2 separate regions of the Drosophila melanogaster genome follow, and region 2 is linked to region 1. Evidence: chromatin contacts called from public Hi-C data. All regions are on one chromosome and are shown on one strand. The core of a region is the stretch at or near the end of the contact, and the rest is flanking DNA. Distances in the headings are between cores, read along the strand shown.

Region 1 (3,806 bases), core at 951-3,450:
TCTTCACATGGCCGGCAAATGCCAAAGTTATTTTGGGACAGCAGTAAAGATATGTTGGCTCAAGTGGATGTTGCCGTATTGAGTTCAAAAGGACACTTCAGCGACGAGGACATGTGAATGCAACCAAAAGCACTTGAATGTCTTTAGCCAGGCGATTACAAGTTGTTGTTGACTCAAAAAAAAAGTGGGAATATTAAGAAACCTTTTATCTATACAATATCATCTTTAAATAGGTTTTTTTGTGCACATAATATTCAATTTGTATTATTTTAAGGCGTGTTTTCCTGAGTGAACAATGATATATATTTTGCAAGCATCATCAACATTATTCGTTTCGCTCTATAAACTTAAACTTAAAGGGAATGTTTGGTTGCACAAAGAACTGTGCCTTAAACGCATTTTCAATGGGATAGTCAAACCCGATCTTAAAGTTTCTTACCAACCGCGAAATGGCGATCTCCAGCATCATATCCACAATCCTCTTGCCTGCGCAAGATCTTGGTCCAAAACCAAAGGGAAGATACATAAAAGGAGTGGCAGTTTCACCCACCAAATGGGAGTTGGATTCATCGCGCAGCCACCTCTCAGGGATAAATTCTCGAACCTTGGGCACAAACTGCTCCATATTGGCCATCTGGTAGTTGGCCGCAATGCCAACATCCGTTCCGGCCACAACTCTATATCCACTGAGCACCACATCGTGGGGCATTCGGCGAAGGGTTCCCGGGCCAATGGGATACATGCGAATGCCCTCCTTGATGCAGGCCCTTAGATAGGGCAGATTTCTCATATTTTCTATGGTCAGCGATGAGTCCTTGTTGGGTAATATTCCCCTGATCTCCTCCAGAAGTCGAGCCTGCTTGTCAGGACTCTTGGACAGGCTGAATAAGATTCCTCCTAGGGTTACAAGAGTCTGCCAATGAAATAGAATGAACTTTAATAATTTTGAAGTGATTCAATTGTAAACTTACAGGATCCGCTCCTGCAAATAGCAAATCCATGGCTATAATCACTGCTGTTTGGCGATCGAAGCGGGCCAGCTTCTCCAGCAGGCTAGTTTCCAAACCAATCTCATTCAGTGTTCCAGCCTTGGCGTCCTCCTCGATCCGTTTTAAAGCGTTCCCAATGTGGAAATAGCAAAAGTCCGTAATTGTATCCAATGAACGCATGAGCTTCTTGAAATTAGGCATTGGCAAATATTTCCAAAATGCGGGCATAATGTCCAGCTGAAAGCCCAGCTCAACTACATCTTGCAGAGCCAAGACGAGCTTTTGAATATCCTTGTTATTCCGCTGTTCTCCCAATAAGCCAAGATGTGTGTTCAGGGCAACAGAGCAAATCGATTCGATCACCAAATGCCGAATGTCCACGGCAAAGTCATCTGGCATCTCTTGCGTAACAGGATCTCGAATAATGCGAATGCTTAAATTTAATTAAAGAAGTTCTTTTAGATTTTAGTGAAAATTCTAACATTGCTTACCGCTCCAGAAACTCATCGCTTACTTGTACCAAATTCGTCATATAAAGCTTGGCGTTACGTGGTTGCAACAAAATGGGATTGACAGCAGTGCGCATTTTGCCCCAAGCAGGTCCATTTCTAAAAGTTTATAAATGTCATATTACTCCTCAAATCTAGTTTACTTACCCCGAAGTCAACCCATCATAGCCATCGAATACTTCCCGCCGGTGAACCCTTTTAAAGTAGTCCATTACCTCAAAACTCCTTCTATAAGGATACTGACCCTCGTTTCGAAAGATTACTTCGTAGTCCTGAGGATTCATCGTTAGCACCAAATCGGTTCCTGCCACACTGGGCATCCGAAAGATACTTCCATATTGTCGGTTCATATCGAGAAACATTTCGTGGACCGGCAAATTCTTATAGAGACCTTAAGAGAGGATTTCAACAAAAGATCAACAATTCTCGAATGAGAGAATACTGGAAAGCTTTTCCTTCACTTACCGCCCGGCAGAAAAGCTCTGATCAATTGCAATTTACTGGGTCCCGGAATATCAGCATAAGGTTTGGCCTCTTCCAAGTTCACTGCTGTGGCCTATTGATTTATGCTACATACACATATAAATATATATTTAAAATATATTTTCCTTACCTTTTGGGCCAGACCCCTGCATAGCTGGTAGATCTGCCTAGAGATCTGTTTATTTGCGTTCCACTGCGTTGACAACATTTTGCAGACTAAAAAGATTCTTTCAACTTTCGATTAGTAAACTTTTTGAATTAATTCACATTTAGTGAGCTTTGCAAAGCTTTCCAGTTCGCTCTTTTTCTCAGCGGGTGAATATTTGATTAATTTTGTTTATGTTTTTTTCAGCAATTTGTTTTGGTCTCGATTTCGTTGGAAAGATTGCAAAACTTGGAAATAAGCTTTTGTGATGTCATAATTGGAATGCCTATCTTAATTCTATATTTTGTCTTTCGTCTGTTATTTCTGTGTACTCATTCTACAAATAAATCCAATGTTTAGCATAAGTGTATGATACATTCAAACTCTAATAGTCGCCACATAGCGTTCACTATCTGTTAAGGTATCTAAATTCATGTTAAGCTTATAATTTCCCTAGCTAACTTACACATAACGCATACGCAACGTTGACCCTGTTAGATCTTTAAAAACCTTAGCAGAGCCGCCGGAAATTTAAGCCTGTCACCAACACACACCCACACAGGGACAACGATACCCAGACAAAGGCAATATCAGCGGTGACAGAAAATCTATATAGACGGGCCAGACTGACGGCTATAATAAAATCGATTTTTTATGTTTTTGGCAACTGACAAGGACGCGTCGCAGCGAGTGTAAGCGTCTCGACAAGCGGGCCCATAAATATATCCTGTGTAAGGACATACACACCCACCGACTGAAACCCAGTCACACACACAGGGACACTCGAGCACGCACACACACGCTCGCTCACACTCACACTCACACAGAGACAGCTGATGATGGGCATACAAAAGTTGACCTCGACTTTGAGCTGTCAAAGCCAGCTAACTAAACTGACCTAAACCAACAAAAATCGACTTTTGCAGCCTAAACACAAAGCCTGAGGATGACGTGGCCGGAAAAAAGGGGGCGTGGCAGTCAGAGGGCGACGGAGGGGTGTTAAAATACAAAATATCAGCATGACGCAATGATTTCCGGGACGGGAGTGAAAATGAAACCTGTTGGAGCGGCGAGCTGTTGGCAATATAAACAAATTCAATTTGACAGCTGACAGCGACGGCGGTTCACACAAACACATCGAAAAGGCGAGAGCGCACCACACACACACACACACACATAGTCGTAGGGAAAAGAGAAAGCAGCACACACATACAGAGTAACAAACAAAAGCCGCAAGTAATAAACTTTTACGATCTGTTTTACGGCCACGCGGCACGTGCAACTAGGCCCAGGATATTTGGAGTAAGCGGGGTCGGCGGGTGGGTTGCAACATAAATTTAATGAAGCTAAAAGCGGGGCGCAACAACAATGCAGACATCTCACCCACACGAAAACACACATACACCCACATTTACAAAAGGAAAGAGAGGAAAGAACGATTCACATGTTGAAGCGGAGTTTCAACGGAGGCTGGGCAATAATAATAAAATAAAAGTAAATTGTTCAAGGCCAGCCATATTTTATGTTATTATTTTACAAATAGCAGAGCATAGGGCAAAAGGGTAGGACCTTGCACAGAATAAAGAAAAAGGATAATAGGAAGAGAATAGAACGCAGAAAGAGTTGCTAAAACAATACAGTTTTTTGGGTGCCATAAATACATTTATGAAAACAATTACA
Region 2 (3,806 bases), core at 858-3,357, 830 kb before region 1:
AGTATATGCAAACTTACGGACGGAGCACGATTTAAAATATCACTCAATCGAAACTTATTTTCAGATAAGCTTAAAAATAAATGGGATCAACTACATAAATTCATATTTTAAAAGAAATGTTTAGTTTCTAATATCATATTCACTTAATTTAAAAATCTATTTTCAACAATGTGTAGTTACCAAGAATTTTTACTTTCTTATTTCACTTCATCAGTATAAGTTTTAGAGGTTTGTTAAATGTTGTTCTTAGGCAGCTTCATTGCGTTTTGCTACAGTATTAAATCTTGTTTGGATGACCTTATGTATCACCCTAGCGATTTCGATTTGCACCCTTCTCGCTCCAGTCGTCGTATCGAAGTAACTGCCTACTTCCTCGATGTCCTCGAATGCCTCCAGCTGGGCTGGCCCCTCGTCCTTCGCTTCATATCCTGTCAGGAGCTGACTTTTTCCTGTTGCCGCTGCTTCCTTCCTTCCTTTCTTCTGGCTCTTATCTTCGTTTAACTTTCTACCATGTTATGGCCCGTTATCTGTCTGCCCGTGTACGTGTCCTTCGTGTCGGTGTGTGTTCGGTTTCTATGTGTGTGTGTGTGTGTGTGTGTGCCTCCTCGTCTCTGTTTGCATTTTTGAGCAAATCAAGTGAAATTACATTTTTCTATGCGATGCTCTTAATGTTATTTGCATACGTATCCTGCAGGCTACAATATTTACAAATGAATGCAGTCCGGTGCCGTTCGCTTGGTCCTTGGTCCTCGGTCCTTGGGGGCTTGGTCCTTTGGAGAATCAGACAAGCGGCTGTTGAACCAACCACCTTAACTGCCCAACTTCCCAGCAGACCAACCGCCCAGCCGAACTAACTACGTTTGCGAAAATTCTTTCATATCCTTTTCAACCATCGTTACGTGCCCTCAAAGTGCCATTTTGTCACTGGGTCCTTTTTCTGCTACTTCCACTTCTTCTCGCACTCATTCCGCCAGCTGTCATTTGCATTTGCCTTTCCTCCTTCCCACTAACTGGCATTAATATTTGTTTTCGTTTGATAATTTTCTTTTGCTGCCTTTTATACTTTTAAGTGCACGTCCTGCCATTTCCAGGACCCTTTCTCCCCATCTCAGCTATTTTTCCAACTAGTTTCTATCTGCGTCTCTGTCGCTCGCCTCCTTGCCTTGGCCTCATCTTATTGGACTGCATAGTAAGTGGCAGCAGCCAAGTGAAAAAAGGACGACAAGGACGATGAAGAAGAGGAATGCCGGCGAAAAAAAAACCAAGCCACATTTAAATGTGCTCCGCCCCTTTTCTATTTTAAAAATGCAAAGCATTTGCTTGGCTTTGCTTTGCTTTGGCCTGCCTCCTGCTTCTGCTCCTGCTTCTTGCCCAGGACCTTCTCTCTTCTTCTTCGCGGTTTCGTCCTGCTGCTGGCTCTTTCTTTTAATTTATTTTATATCGCTGCCTCCTTTTTCTGCGCGACGACGAATGCGAAGCCAAAACCGAACGCTTTTGCAAAAAAGATGGAAACGAAGGACTTGGCTTGAGGTCGCCTTGACTCGCCTTCACCAATAAGATTTTCGCTAGGTAACATTTGAAAAAAGGATATCGTGAAATGGTCGGGCTATATAACAGGAGGAGGGAGGTCAACGGGTACTTTTAATTAATTGTTGCTAAGCAATTTTATGAAATTCAATCAGAGTTTTGACTGGGAGTACCTCCCCAAAAGTAAGATATTATAAAATCGGTTTCTTCACAATAAAGTAATAAAGTAAAAAAAATGACAAAAATTAAGCAAATAAAATGAATATATAAAATATTGATACAAACTTTGTAAACTTAACTAGTTTTATTCATAATTCTTATTTATAATTTCATTTGGTTAAGGCTTATTCATAAATTATTTGTGTTAAAAATTAAATCTGATTAATTCAATAATAATTAATAATTATTTTAAAATATATTGCTGTACCAAAAAATTAATGTTCAAAGTATAATAATAAATACCTACAGTTTGAAAAAATAAGGTATCATTTTATCCATTTCGCGAAGAGAATACTGCTCTCTCACTCCTGGATAACTTAATTATCCGCAGAACCACCACCTGGTGGTTGAAAGCTGAACCCTCAAACCATTTCTCCGAACTTGTTCAGGAAGCCAAACAACAGAGGGCGCTACTATTAAAACGGAGCGAAATTGAAAAATCCTGAGCGAACACAAAAAACTGAAAGAGTTTGAAGGAAACTGAGCGAATTTTGTATACCTAAAATATAATTAAAATTGGTGTCCTTCTGTACATTTTAAAAGGTATATAATATTTAAAATAGCTTAAAGATAAAAATAATTAATTATATATACAAACAATCTAATCATGGTTCGTGTGATTTACAATTCCAAAGTGTATGTAATAAAAACAAACAGGTGCTCAACCAAAATACATTATTTTTCGAAAACATCCGTGTCGAACATTTTACACACCCCAACAAGGTAAAGATACCTCCGCCAAGTTGTCCGTTAAAAACCACCCTTAGATGCCCATCAATCCTTTGACCCGTCCAAGTTCTGCCACTGACCAGTTTGAAGCGAAGAAAATCCTGAGAAAATCTGAGAAATCTGCGCAGCATCTTCGGAGGTTTTTACCCTTTTTTTTGGGAAGCTGAACTTGCAGTTCTTGGGCCAAAGGTTACTGACCATCAGGACCAGTTCAGGTCCCAACCAGTTGCAAGATGCAGAGCGGCCAACAGATACAATGAGTGCGGAGCCTGGGAAACTTCCCGGATGAGGAGCGGGATATGCTGGTCCAGAGTCTCGACAGGAACAACTCGTAGACCAATTAAATGGAATGCCAACAAAGAATGTCGTTTTTTTTCTCGTTTCACTCGTTTTACTTTTGCGCTATAAATAAATGCATGCATTGCCTCCTCACTAGCTCCATTCAATTGCTTTCTATCTCTTTTGTCCTTTTCGATGCCGTCTCTCTAGCTGCGGAAAGTTTTTGGGCAGAAAATATTCTAATGAGCTACAAAGTTCCACCTCCTGAATGAATCTGTGGGGGAGCAGCGACATGGCTGAGCTTCCTGCCAGGACGGAGACAGCTTCCGCTGGAGAATCAAATGGAACTTCAAGTGAATTTGCCATGCAGGCTGAAAAAAAAACAATTTTTTGAAAATTACAAATGTTTATTTAAAGTAACAGAGGCTTTAATTAATTATACATAAAATACCAGAATTTAGTTCGATAGTTCGACATTGACAAAAACCGTTAATAACTACTATTCAACACACACTTTTTGGTTTTATATTATATAGCTTTGTAAATGTGTATTGAAAGATACCTTTGCTATGTAATCGAAATAACCCTTATCGGTAGAAACCAACGACAAGTTGGTCGCAATAAGCTATTAATATTAAAGCAAGTTGCACCACTCAGCAGCTCACGTGTCTTCGCTCGAGGACCTCTTTCCTTTGCCTTTGCCATTACAGGACACCCGGCGATGCGACTAGGACTACGCGACTAATTAGTTTTGGGGCTCCGCTCCGGATAGCTCCATCCCATCGCAGACCCATTCAAAGTTTGTTATGCAAAATACGGCGCGTATCTGGGCAAGCAAATGAAGCTCATTCAGCCACGCTTTGGATATCCTGCAAGGATGTGGCCAAGGCAGCGCCAGAAATGATGGCCAATTGCCAGCCAGGAATATTTGATAAGTTGCAGCAACAGCAGTTCGAGCAGCAGGTCCAGTGCATAAAGTATCATATTTAATATTTATGGCTGTCCCGCCGCGCGACCTCCTCGTCCTGTTCGTCCTTCCGCAGGAAGGCGTT

Evidence for each region. Hi-C and Micro-C count contacts between places; a contact is called where the count stands out from the background.
Region 2: a Hi-C map of the Kc167 cell line shows a contact between it and region 1, with 2.1 times the contacts expected there. A contact is called at or near these places in 7 of 107 Hi-C or Micro-C datasets (the Kc167 cell line, embryo, eye imaginal disc and 1 more).

Annotation. Positions count from the first base shown.
Region 1 is chr3R:10,433,183-10,436,988 of dm6, reverse strand. It overlaps Cyp12e1 (Cytochrome P450 12e1), which reads right to left and starts at 2,200. Exons shown (of 6, transcript NM_141746.4): 1 at 2,112-2,200; 2 at 1,964-2,054; 3 at 1,646-1,889; 4 at 1,481-1,597; 5 at 972-1,422; 6 at 285-913. The coding sequence starts at 2,189. The coding sequence ends at 326.
Region 2 is chr3R:11,267,527-11,271,332 of dm6, reverse strand. It overlaps lncRNA:CR31386 (long non-coding RNA:CR31386), which reads left to right. Exons shown (of 5, transcript NR_048373.1): 5 at 1-1,918. Among named protein-coding and RNA genes, the nearest start is that of lncRNA:cherub, 13 kb to the right of the region's middle.